Regions from separate parts of the Mus musculus genome. Here all the other regions are linked to region 3. A link is a contact called in public Hi-C and HiChIP or PLAC-seq data. All regions are on one chromosome and are shown on one strand. Each heading gives the region's core, a stretch centred on a gene start, on an enhancer-like site or on the middle of the called end of the contact. The rest is flanking DNA. Distances are from core to core; before and after follow the strand shown. Region 1 overlaps Epm2a (epilepsy, progressive myoclonic epilepsy, type 2 gene alpha). Region 2 holds the start of Hivep2 (human immunodeficiency virus type I enhancer binding protein 2). Region 3 holds the start of B230208H11Rik (RIKEN cDNA B230208H11 gene).

What was found. A called contact is a pair of places that touch in the nucleus more often than the background predicts. HiChIP or PLAC-seq counts read pairs in DNA pulled down with a chosen protein or histone mark.
Region 1: a contact with region 3 is called in a Hi-C map of cortical neurons, with 2.2 times the contacts expected there. The contact joins the enhancer-like site here to the promoter of B230208H11Rik in region 3. A contact is called at or near these places in 1 of 39 promoter capture datasets (hippocampal neurons), 2 of 484 Hi-C or Micro-C datasets (cerebral cortex and cortical neurons) and 2 of 115 datasets of contacts at active chromatin or transcription factors (astrocytes and large pre-B cells).
Region 2: a contact with region 3 is called in an H3K27ac HiChIP or PLAC-seq map of microglia, with 5 times the contacts expected there. The contact joins the promoter of Hivep2 here to the promoter of B230208H11Rik in region 3. A contact is called at or near these places in 2 of 39 promoter capture datasets (liver and pre-B cells), 3 of 115 datasets of contacts at active chromatin or transcription factors (astrocytes, microglia and thymic regulatory T cells) and 2 of 9 other capture datasets (adipose tissue and liver).

The regions. Positions count from the first base shown.
Region 1 is chr10:11,448,321-11,452,154 of GRCm38.p6, reverse strand. It overlaps Epm2a (epilepsy, progressive myoclonic epilepsy, type 2 gene alpha), which reads right to left. Exons shown (of 4, transcript NM_010146.2): 3 at 3,272-3,513. Among named protein-coding and RNA genes, the nearest start is that of Epm2a, 110 kb to the right of the region's middle. Within about 2 kb of position 2,059, at least 26 of the 459 cell types and tissues checked have an H3K27ac peak or open chromatin away from gene starts, as enhancers often do. A contact at or near this core is called in cortical neurons and hippocampal neurons, where this site is marked.
Region 2 is chr10:13,963,721-13,968,218 of GRCm38.p6, reverse strand. It overlaps Hivep2 (human immunodeficiency virus type I enhancer binding protein 2), which reads right to left and starts at 1,840. Exons shown (of 9, transcript NM_010437.2): 1 at 1,522-1,840.
Region 3 is chr10:12,920,121-12,924,591 of GRCm38.p6, reverse strand. It overlaps B230208H11Rik (RIKEN cDNA B230208H11 gene), which reads left to right and starts at 1,465. Exons shown (of 3, transcript NR_038028.1): 1 at 1,465-2,018; 2 at 2,875-2,983. n-TLtaa3 (a tRNA gene) reads left to right here and starts at 1,939; the gene lies at 1,939-2,021.

The sequences.
Region 1 (3,834 bases), core at 810-3,309, 1.5 Mb after region 3:
CTAAGCAGGGAGAGCCACTTTTCTTTGCAAAAGTGTCTCCAGTCGGTTGACCATGCTGCAGAGGATGGCCCTGTACCATATAGGCAGCACAAAGTGGACACCATGATTTATTTACAAAACAAACACAAAGAGAATACAAAGTGGGCAGGGTACCGGAAGTCCAGGGTGCAGGATGGACCTAGAAGGAATTACAGGGAGGCATGTGGATGAGTGTGTTCAAAACACATTTTATGAAACTCTCAGAGAAGTAATAAGATATTTTTTAAAGCTTGTGACTAATCTTACAGTCTATTATAATCTAGTTAGTAGAGATCCCATCCCTGGATGGCCAGTACAGGAATAGACCCGTCTACAAGCTACCCAAGGCCGACCAGGCTCCAGCCTGCCAGGTATTTAGGCACTGCCAGGTCAGTGTTATGGCAGAAAGGCAGAGATGAACTGAGTCTGCTGAGTGAGAGAATGACTGAAGCGTGGTAGCAAAGCAACACCCAGAATCTTAGAACTCACTGGGAAGGAAAGAGCTAAGCTGTTACAGGAACAGAGCAGAGAGCAGCACTCAATGGAACTTCCCCCTGAGAAGGGGGGTTTAATGAGCAAACGCAGTTTATTCCTTTGACTTGGAGATTTTTTTTTTCATTCCCCAGGTGAAAGAGAGGAGCCATTTTTTAAAAAGGAGAACTGAAAAGGAAGATATCTAAGCTAGTCGTCCTTATATGACAAAGTGTACAACAGGAAGGATCGATAGGACAATTGACTGCAGCCGCTCTATGACAATTGAGTCTAACAGACTCTCCTTCCAGACTTCACCTGACAGCATTATGCAGCAGCTCAGAATGCTTCCAGACAGATCCCACCCCCCTCCCCCTGGTGTTCTAAAAATACTCGGGTGGGGGAATCTATATGTGCATTGGTCTATAATTATAAGCTACATAGATTAATCTGTTGGAAGAAAGTCACCCTGCCACTCTGAAATGGTTAACTCTTTGATAACCTGTCAAGGTCCAACTGAACCAAATCTTTTATTCGGTGTCAGTGTTTGTGCTATGGCAGTTGTGGGCTTCTTGGCTCTCTTCCTGTTGCTATGATAGCTCTGCATTGGAGATAGCCATAGACACCCTGACCTGGTGACCCAGTGACCCCCCCACAACCATGCTTTGAATACAACTACAATGGCTCCCAGCAGAAAGATGAAACCAAACTACTGAGAAAATTCCCTTTTAGACCTGGGACCCTTCAGTTAGCAGAGCATGGGAAGGGGAGGGTGGAGTAGCAGAATTAATGGCTCAACTGCTCCCTGCCTGCCTGTCCCCTCCTGTTTACCCAGGTGGGCAATGATGCTGTGGAATTAGAACCATAGACGCCAAATCAAAATCTCTGTGCTACAGTTGAAGGCTCGAACAATTCTTTGACTGTCTTAAAACCAGACAGACGATCTCCAGAGAGCTAAGCTGTCCTTCTCTCTGCTGATATAAACTCTGTCTGGTTTGGGGTTTAGCCTCAAGAAAATGCCTTAAATTCCACCTGATGTCTTTGAAGTGTCAAGGTGGCCAGTGACATGGGTTTCCTATGGTCCTCAAGATGTTCTGTTTTACAGACCTCTGGTTTCTGGGAGATAAGCTATGTCCCCTCAGTTCGTAGCTTTGCAACTAATCATGAACACAAAGAACAGAAATTACGTGGGTCTGGGGACTCTGCCTGAAGCGTACAAAGAAACGCGCAGTTGCGGCTTCGCAGCCTGGCTTTGGGAGCAGTTCTGTGACACAGAATGACACCCCTGAAATGTGGAATGTCTTTCCACATTTCAGTCTTAAGTTACATAACCATTTTGTACCTGTCTTTTCCTCTGCAAAATGGGGTGACTACAATGTCTGCCTAGAATCTTCCCTGAAGCTGACGAGTTAATCCATTTCGTTCATGAGAGGGGTGGAGACGTAGCATGCATTACACCGAGAGAGAGCTGGATGGGGAGAAACGTTTTCGAGCTTCCTGGCCTGGCTTCAATGCCATTCTTACCCAGAAGAGCAAATCTTCAAACGCCCCAAACCCATGCACTCTACAGCTCTCTGCTGCCCCCTGCTGACACGTTACTAATACTGTCGTAGAGAGGTGGCTCTTTTACCGGAAGGAAAAGTTAGACCTGCTTTTCAGCAACTGTCTATTGCATCTATAGCCGGCTCTTCTACAAGCCCGAGCTTCTGCGCCTTCGTCTGTGCTCCTCCTTGCCCTCTCATTTTCCTCTCTCTGCCCACATCTCCCATCCAAGCCAGGCCCACTTCAAACGCCCCGGAAATCGTGTAGTCTGCCTATCTGCCCCCGTCAGAGACAAGCCATAATCTCCAGAGCACATCACATCATTCATTGTCCACTCTTCTCTGCGCTGTAATTGGTTCTGAACTTACCTTACTGCCGCTTACATACTATGTCACATCTATGACTTAGTCACCTGCTTCCCCAGCTGTACCCGACCGCATAACCCATTCATAAAGACTGGTCTCGCATGCTTGCCCAGTCAGTGCTGCCTCACTAACTACCATGCTCCTCCCCACAGCCCAGGGCCTCACCTTCCAGATTATTACCCATCTTACTACACCCACCTCACTGGACTCCCAGACCCAGCTGCAAGCTGTTCCTGCAGCAATAGATATACTTTTGGTAAACAAACTAAAACAAAAAGGACCTCCACCCTCCCCGGCTTCCCACCTTTTTCCCTGCTGAAGCTATTCTGACAATGTAACATCGTTTGCTACTGTAGCTCAAGTCCTGGGGGTATTTTCATATTCTCAGTTCTTTAGCCACACTGGTCTTTCAGTTCCTACAAGGTGCCACATCCTATCAGGGCATAGAGATTCTTCTACATCGCTATTTCTTCCATCCTCTCCTCTTCCTCGTGCCCTCTCCCCAGTCACTGCAAAGCCACTCCCCAGTACCTCAGGCATCACGGCCTCAAAAGCCTTTCTAGATTATCTACGCAAGCTCCCCAAAATATCTGTCTGTCTTTATAACCAACCCATTGTGCTTTTAAACCCCTACTTTAGTTCATTCATTAAGACTTGCCATCCCTTAGGGACTGTATGCTCCATACACACATATATATGAAGCCACGTTAAACAGAATCCTGTCAAAGTGTCTAAATGCATATTAAATCTAAATCCCTATGTTGATTCCACTTTTATAATTCAGAGTTTAGACATTCAGTTATAGATGAGAGGAAGACAAACAGGTCCCTGAAGCAAATTCAGCAAGGAATCCGAGTGCTACTTCTGGCCCTTACCCTCAGTGCTCATGTCTGGAGTGGGCATCCAGATGTAGGACAAGCCTTCTTCCTTATACAGCTTCATCATGGTGTCTGGAGTCATGGGTTCAGGGTAGCGGTTGCAGCCTGAAGAATTCTGGATGATATCCCATTCAGTCTGGAAATTCATGACAGCTGTAACTCCCAGTTCATGCTTCAGTTTGATGGTCACATGTTCCAGTTGGCGAGGGCAGCTACCCAGCCAGATATTTGGTAGAATTCTAGAAAGAACATACGGGGTCAACCATTACTAAGGTTCTAACTTGAGTTCTCAGCATCTGCATACAACATATGCTATTGAAGTACAATTCATCTTCCAATCTGATAAGGCTGGATTTTTTTTAAGTATATAAGAAATAATACTAGTTTTTAAAACTACTTGTTTTACTGCTTCAGGAAAACTTATTATGATATCAACAAGCACAACAGGAAGTGGACATAGAAACTAAATCTAGGAACATATGAAAATAAACTCAACATGTTGTATGTGCTCTATGAATGTTACACAAAATCTATCAATTCACAATTTGCTAAACACATGA
Region 2 (4,498 bases), core at 591-3,090, 1.0 Mb before region 3:
TACAGACCCTTTCTCTTCTCTGCGTCTCCGAGGTGAGAGCGCCCACTTTCCCTTGGCGACGCAAGTCAAAAGCTTTCGCATTCAGAGGACTAGTTCCTGCAGTCCTTTGCACTTAGATGCTTTCAAGTAGGCGACTGAGGAACCACTACAAGAGACCCTGCTTCCCCTCGGTCTCTTCCCCACTGGGAGCCGCATCCCTGCAGCACAACATCCAGAGACCCTCTCCGACCTTCTAGCCTCCACAGAGACTGAGCGTGGAGGGTTGGGGTCGCATTTTCTCCTGTCCTCTGCTGCACTGGATATGTTATGTAAGAGGGACAGGACGCGGGAGGCACATGCGTATAAAGCGCACCGATCTGTGATAACAGCTGGGATGGCAAGGCTGATCTGGAGTCGTTCCCCCACCAAATACGACAGACACATCACCCTCACCACACACACACACACACACACACACACACACACATACATAGACGCTATGTTTTCCTGTCTTAGCCCTACCAGCACCAGACGCACAGAATGGAAAGGAGGGGGTTGGGGGTGAAGGGAGGTGAGAGGTGCGGCGGCAGCAGCACATCTGCTTTGATAGCAGCCAGCAGAGCCGCCGCGGCAGAGAGCCCCTCGTTAACCCCCTTCCTGTGGCTGCACCACGTCATGGAACATTCCCGGAACGGGCCAACGTTCCACCCACTTCAGGGAACAGACATAAAGGCGCAGACCCAGCTCCTCGCGGTGCACTGCCCAAACACACATGTTTCTTCCCGATCCCCCGACCAGAAGCACAAACAAGCATGCAATCCGCCCCCACCCGTCTCCAAGCGCCGGGGGCCAGCCGGCGGCGGCTGGAGCCGCTCTGCGGCCGGTGCACCCGCAAGGCGAGGGCGCCTCCGCCTGAACCTTCCATGGAGACAGTCCCCTCCTTCTTCGCTTCCTTCCTTCCTTCTCTCCTTCCTTCCTTCCTCGCTCGGGAGGAGAAAGGAGTCACAGAAATGCCCAGCGCCAGCGCCTCCGCTGCGCTCGCTCGGCCGCAGGCCGGCAGCCCGGCCCTTGCCGTCCGCTCGCCCGCTCGCCCTCCCGCCCGCACCGCCCCCAGCCCCGCGCCGCGCCGCGCCCCCTCCCCCGCTACTTGACAACGGACCGCCGGCCGCGGCAGCCGCAGCGGTGGCCCGGCGGTGCGCGCCGGTGCACGTCCCTCATTAGTAACCAGGCACATTCCTGCCTCCAGCGCTCCCGCGCGGCCCCCTCCCCCCAGGACATTACGCAAAGCAGCCTCCCCTCATCTGCATAGAACCTCGGCCAGGGTATTCCCCGCATTTCCTAATGCGCCCGACCCCCCCCCCCTTGCTTAGGTCTCCCCCATCCCCGCCTCCTCCGACCCTTACCCCTGGGCCACCAGGAAAGCGGCCGGGGGCGCGCGCCGCGAAGGGGGCGATGGAGTTGGGCGAAGGCGATTTCAGGGTAAAGTGAAACAAGCTCGATCTCTGGTGCAGGCAGGAAAAACACAGAACCGAGGCCACTTACCGAGCCGAGAAGGGACCTAGATTCCCGCCGCTCTGCTCTGCCAGCGGCCGGTGCGCCCTCCACGCACCCCAGGGCTGCACCCAGTACCCAAGAGTCGAAGCGTGGAGGGAGGCTGCTACCCAGCCAGAGGACCTTTCAAGTTGCTCGGGCTCCGGGCAAGCTTCAATGTCCAAGACTCAACTTGGCAAATACTTGTGCCACAGTCACCGAAGATGTCTTTTTTTTTTTTTCTTTTTCCTTTTTCTTTCTCTTTTTGCGGAGACCCTCCTCCACCGGGGAGAGACAGCGCACGGCGGCGCCCCGCTCTCCAGCTCTCCACCCCCTCACCTCCAGCCCGCCTCCCGCCGGCCGCCAGCCTCCCGGCCGCGAGCCCCTCGGGCGGCTGTCAGCTCCCGGCAGTCCGGGTGACAGCGGCCGAAGGAGGGCGCGACGCGGCGGGCGGTGGGGGGGATCCTCGCAGCCGCGGCGGCCGCTCACCTGTAAAGTCACCGCAGCGCAGGAGGAGGAAGAGGAGAGAGAGGAGGAGGGGAGGAAAGCCCCCCGGTGCCCTTGTTCTTGCTGCGGCGGCTGCTCCTCGCCCAGGCTGAGCGTGTCTGGTGGGGGGTGTCTGGTAGCATTTCCTTAAGGACAGAGGGAGGGCGGGCGTGGAGGGAGGGAGGAGGGAGGGAGGCGATCCCCACCGCCAGCCCAGGCTCCTCTTGTCTTTATTTATATATTTATTTATTTTCGGACACTGTTAGGAGATGGAGCCAGGGCGGGGGCCAGGGCCGCTAGGCTGGGGCTTGAGCCGCAGGACCCGGGCCGCAGTTTGTCGGCGTGCGGGAGCCGCAGCGGCCACCTCCCCTCCGGGCTGTGGACGCACCGGGTTATTCCTGGCAGCGCCTCCCCGAACAGAAGTTACTAGGAGGAGTGCGCGGCGAGGGCGGGCGGGGGAGAGGGGAGGGAGGGAGGAAGAGGGAGAGACTCAGCCAGCGACGTCATCGGATCCCCCAGCGCGTCCCTGGGAGGGAGGCTGAACCAGAAAAACCAGTCTGGAGCAGGCCAGCGGGGCGAAGGATGTGCGACCCGGACTGGCCCTGATGCGGGCGCGCGGGGAGGGAAGGTCGCGGTCGCGCTCTCTTGCCTCGGAGCCGAGATCTCCGCTGAGAGCGGGTATCGGCTTGCCACGCAGAAACACTGGCGAGTCTGGAGCGGTCTGAGAATTTCCTACTAGGGTGTGGAAACCTCCTTCGCGCCCATTCCCTTCCCTCTCTAGCCCCCTTTCCCACGTACTGGTTCCTTGTGATCTGTGGGATCCTTACATTTTGCCCGCGTACCAAGGATTTCTCGCCTCTTCACCCTCCAGCTGCACTCACGATTTTGTTAACAATTCGGGTGGTGGTGGGGAATTATGTTGCAGCCCCTGGAGCTCACAGTGTGTTTCACTAGCATTTTCCGTGCCGGGGCGGAAGCACGAAGTTTTCACGAGCTCGAAACGCCCCAATTGCTTTCCCCGGGGTCACTCCCCAGGGCGCCCCGGGTGCACCCTGCTCAGGAAGCCGCCCGCCCTCGTCTGGGTATTCAAATAGGCTAGGGCAGCGGTGCGGGGAGCAGCTGCCGGCTTCCTGGGGGGCCGAGCGGGGGAAAGGGGGCGAGCTGCCACCTCCAGCTGCGCGCTTCTGGTTCTCTGCTAGGGACTGAAATCACACCCAGCCCTGGGAGAGCTGGGCGGGGCTGGGGGAGGGGAAGGGAATCCCAAGCGAGTAGGGGCCGGGACTCTGGCTTCCTCCCCAGCCCGGCAACACCCGGGGGACACCGGGGCTCCCTCGGGCCGTTACCCAGCGTGTGTGGACTCGTGTGCACCCTCAAGGGAGGTTCCCAAGAGGTCGCTGCGCTGGAGCGCAGACACTGGCTTCTGGGCGGTGCCGGCGCCCGGAGCGCCTCCTCCGGGTGGGCTCTCCACGGAGCTCGACCGCGCGCCGCCCACTCTTTGGATTCGAGCGTTCAGGAGCTCCCGGGGCCGTAGCACCCTCTCCCCACCCGCCTGTCCGCGCCGCCGCCCTGCCCGGGGCGGAGTAAACAAGAGACGCACAAGATTTGACCTGGCGCGACCCGGCTTTCTGGCCGGGGTTCCCCCGGAGCAGGTGACTCCGTGGGAGGGGTGGAAATTAGCCTCTGGAATTCCGGGCCTGAGACTTGAACTCTGGTTCTGCTTTAAGGCAGATAATAACTAAGATGTTTTAGGTTTCCATTCACAGTTTTCACAGTTACCGAATGTCAAGACATTAAAAAAAAAAATCGCTACCCTTCTCATTACAAGTGAATATATTAAAAAGGAAGGGCCGCCTCTTTAATGAGTTGGAGAAAAACGCCTTTGGTTTCGTTTTGGTTTTGGTTTTGGTTTTGACCTATAAACAGTATTATGAGAGTCCCCATGTTGTGACAGCATTGCTGTGAAGAGCAACTCTACAAAATGCACTTTTAGTCGCTTTTGGAAGAAGAAAAGTTGGAGATATGCAATAAACTTAATTCTGTGTGTGTGTGTGTGTGTGTGTGTGTGTGTGTGTGTGTGTGTGTGTGTGTGTGTGTGTTTAAATGGATCTCAAACTCGGCCTGCTTCCATTTAAGCAACCTCTCCTTTCATTGTGTAAGTTCCTTGATATTCAGCTGCCCGTTGCCTTAAACTAGAAAGCCTTAATAGAAAAAAAAAATCTACCAAGCATCATTTTAAGTTACATCTTTTAAAATCCAAATGTGATTTTTAAAAAGTTCCACCCCCACACTCTCCCTCTTTCTCCCACTTTCATGTCCACACGCTAAAAGTCCGTTTTATTTAATTGCTTAATAGAGAAGATTACTCCGTTTCTTTAAGAATCCAATTTCTTTTCAGCAAACACAACAGAGCAGCTGCCCAAGCACTCAGAAATTGAGCAAACAGAGAGAGTAGCAGGCAGCTTTGCTTTGGTGAAGTGAATATTAGTTGAAAACTTAACCACAT
Region 3 (4,471 bases), core at 216-2,715:
AACCCAAGGATTACTTGCAACTCTGATTAAAAACTAACTTGTGTTCCAGACCCATCCCTGAACTGAGGCCAGAAAACGGAAATGCAATCGTCTAGAGCACCAGAAAGAATATTTCTGAGAAGAACCCTCCGGTGCAAAGCTGGGTTGGTGGAGAAGTTCTGCAGCCCCGGGCAACAGCAGCAGTGCAGGCAGGGGGCTTCCTTTAGTTGAGCAAGTCTGCAAGAGATCTCTATGGCCTCATTCAAAATGAGGATAGGAACGCCTACATTACAGTTATTAAGAAAATTAACCGAGCCCCTGAAGAGTGGTACTCACTCTAAGCCTTTAACCCTGACATTTAGGAGGCAGAGACAGACAGGTCTCTGTGAGTTTAAGGACAGCCTGGTCTATATAGAGAGTTCCAGGACAGCCAGAGCTACATAGTGAGACCCTATCTCAAAAAAAAAAAAAAAAAAAAATCAAGCTAGACAAAACTGTGTGTAGGGAGCTTAGAGCAATGCTTGGGTTATAGAGTGCACATGTTCTCATGTTCTCATTTGCATTTAACACCCATTGCGTGCAGCTTCAGGCCTCTCTCTGATCACCTGGTGAGGTAATCACCCCATGTTACTGACCCCATGTTACATTCCACAGGCTGCCTCCAGACTCTAGCACAGTGTCCGCACAGAGAACAAGGCCTGAGGACCTAGGCTCTCTGGTGTACTTCTCTGAGTGCTTACCCTGGATGCCCTAAAGGTACTATTGAGGAACATGGTCAGGCAAAGGTCAGTGGAGTTCCCGCCATTGGGAGATAGACAGGAGCTGTCTGGATGCTAGAGTAGAGTTCCTTCGTAAGGAGTCCGGTCAGACTTAACCAGGACTCAAGAGAACCAAAAGCTGGGTGTTCCCTGGGGGTCACAGAGCTGTGAGAGATGGTAGAGCAGTTGGATCATTACAGTGAAACTGAGAAAATGTTTGAGGGAGCCACTGGGAGGTCTGAAACAGTGGGGCACTTTGTGAAACAGTGCATCCTAGGTTTACAGTCAAAGACTGAAGCCACCAGACCTGTATAAACCAAACATGGGGGTGGGTTAGGGGAGAGGGACAAGGTGGGACAGCCAGAGCAAGGCTCAGCCACCAGCTCCCTGCCTGCAGCTGCAGAAACACCTAGCCTGAACCCTGGGGTAGAGCCAAGGTTTTGAGGAACAGCCGAAGTAATGCAAATAAACCGCTGTACCCTAAATTGCTTTTTGTTGTGGGTGTTTTGTCCCAACAACAAAAGGGGAGCTAAAACAGGAGACAAGTTAAAACAAGAGTTTGCCCTCTAGGGGAGCTGTAGGGGTGGCAGGAATCCAGGAGGTCTTGACCCTGCATTTGAAGCAGAGCAAAGGGGACAGTGTCTACACAACCAGGGAGGGGGTGGGGGATTGGGCCACACTGCCCTGACCACACAGCTTTCTCCGGAACCTCCTCTTTCTCCGGAACCTCCTTCCGGCATGTGGTAACACTGGCGAGGAAGGAAAGCCGCGCGCGCACAGGTGCCGGGCCCCGGGAACCTATTCGATTTAGAAGAAACACACTGATGGTTGCCCTGCGGACCCGTGCCTACACCGCCCGAGGGACCCCTCCCACCTCCGCTCCGGAGCCCAGAAGTTAGCTGTGGAGTTTGTTTGTCGCGCCCGCGCACCTACAGTGAGCAAGGAGAGCCGGCGCCCGCCGGCCCAGAGCTCTGTCCCGCTCTCTGCTCCTGCAGTTCCTTCGCTGCCGCCGAGATCTCGGGGCGACAGTGAGCGGCGGCGGCGGCGGCGGCGCGAAACCCCGGCGGCAGTCTCCGAGTCTCTGTAGCCGGGTCGGGAAAGCGCCGCGCAGCCTGCGCAGAAGCATCCTCGAGTAACTGGGGAAAATGAGGACGGTATTGTGAGCTTTGTAGGAACAGCAAAGAGAAGAGAGCACGCCTGCACCAGGATGGCCGAGTGGTTAAGGCGTTGGACTTAAGATCCAATGGACATATGTCTGCGTGGGTTCGAACCCCACTCCTGGTAAAGTTGCTGTTTTGTTCCTTGCCGCGGTCTGTCAGTTGTTTTTAGGTCCAGAGCTTTTGGAAATTTAGAAGTCTTATTTCAGTTGAAAGAAATGTTCTTTAATCCTTAATAGGGCGCTGCTACAAGGCAGCCCAATTTCCCGCAGTGAAGCGACCGTGTCTCCAGGAACCGACCTGAGCCAGGCGGGAAGAGGCTCCCCGGAGAGGTCTGGTATTGGCTAACTTTTTGCAAAAGTACTTTTGCACAGAAGAAAAAAGAAAAAAAAAAAAAAAAAAAAAACAAGTCCGCTTTTGCCTTTCCTCTGTCCGCTCCCCACCCCCTTCTTTTTTCTTCCTTTCCCTTTGTTTTCTTTCTTTCCTTTCTTTTCATTTCCCCCCCCCTCAAAGTTTAACGTGTTCACATGCAGTCTTTCAAAAATGTACCATTTGACCATGAAGACCCAGAATTTGAAATATTTTCGATTTTTATCTTCTCCTATTTTCTTTGGGTTTTTTTGTTTTGGTTTGGTTTGGTTTGGTTTGGTTTTTGGTTTCTCGAGACAGGGTTTCTCCGTGTAGCCCTGGCTGTCCTGGAACTCACTTTGTAGGCCAGGCTGGCCTCGAACTCTCAGAAATCCTCCTGCCTCTACCTCCCAAGTGCTGGGATTAAAGGCGTGTGCCACCCTATTCTCTCCAAAAGTGTTTTTTATCAAAGCAGTCCAAGATCTTAAACACATTTTGTAGGCGTGGCTCAAGGAACTCCCCAGCCTTTTGAATAAGTTGAGACACTGATTAAATAAACCCCTCTCTACAATCATAAAACCTCGGAAACGTTGGTTATTACCATTGATCATTTATTTTCACGTGTTCCTCAGGTCCATTCAGTTATCTGGAGTCGTAGAAAAATATTTTTCGAAAAACTCGGAACTCTGTGGGAAATGATATCAGCATATTTAAATTGTGACACCTACTGGTAAACTTGAGGTAAGTTTGTTTGAATAAACCTTATCTTTTTTTTTTGTTTTTTAATAACTGTCTTAAGTTACAGACAGGAAGTTGACTTTTCCTCCAAATCTTTTAATCTTTATTTATTTATTTAAAAAAGATCTTCCATTAAGCAGAATAACTCATCACTGAAATAATTTTCATGAGCATTGTTTTAACTGTATGATGAAACCCTTCTTTGGCGTCAATAATCTTTGTTTCAGTTACGCATTTTCCTTTCAAATGCTGAAGACAGCTATGAAGTTAGGGGGATATGTATATGTATGTGTGTATGTGTGTATGCATGTATGCGTGTGTGTTTGTTTGCATGAGCCATCAATGTTAAACAGACATCGTGGTCAGTTGGAAGACTCCTACACCAGAAGCGTTCTCAGTCCTCAGCGGTCAGTTGGGGCTTGGGGGTTTTGATTAGCTTTTTGGTCTTTCACTTTTATTCATTTATTTTAGTGTGTATGCGCGGTTGTCTGTAAGTACACCACATGGGTGCCTGCTGTGCGGTCAGGAGGAAGCTACAGGTGCCCTGGAACTGGGGTTGGTTTACAATCTGCCACGTGGGCTCCAGGAACCAAACCCAGGTCCTCTGTAAGAACAGCAAGTGCTCTTAGCTGCTGAGCCACCTCCTCAGCTCCATCCAGGCTGCTGTTTATCTTTAGGTAGAGTTTTAATTAGTCGATAAACACCTCAAATGCATGCAATGTACTTCAGGCGTGTGCTAATGATTCAAAGGAAGTAAAATTTAATGCCTCGGGTTCTTAAAAGTTTATTAGTATATTCATAGCACAAAATGATGTATTTCATAGTGACATTTTCAAACCTGTGTATCCCGTGGTTTGCTTGTATGCAGCCTGTTGCTCTGTGATGCTCGACCCACCCTTGTGCTCAAATCCTTTACTCTTCCCATGTACTGCCATCTACGTTCAAGTTTTATAGATATCCATTTCCAAAGCAGATTCCACAGGAGAGAGAATCTGTGGTATATGTCTTTGTGAACTGTCTTGTTTCCGTTAACATGATCTCCAGTTTCATCTTTCTTCTGAAAATGGCCTAAGTTTGTTCTGAGATATGGCAGAACAAAAACCCGATTGTGCAGGTACACTGAGTTTTCTCTATTCACTCAGCCACTGTTCAGTGCCTGGGCTGACCTCTTTCCTTGGCAGCGGGGGTGCAGCTTTAAACATGCCTGCATATGTGTCTGTGCACACAGATCTTTGCGGTTGCTGTCTTAGGTTTCTTTGGTAAACACCCAGGAGTAGTATACTATATGGTAGGTCTATTTTTAGGGGTGTGTGTGTGTGTGTGTGTGTGTGTGTGTGTGTGTGTGTTTTGAGACAGGGTCTCTCTCTATGTCCTGGATAGACTGGAATTCACTATATAGACCATTCTGGCCTTGAACTCACAGAGATCTGCCTGCATCTGCCTCCCAAGTGTTAACATTAAAGACATGGGGTCACTACTATGCACAGCTTT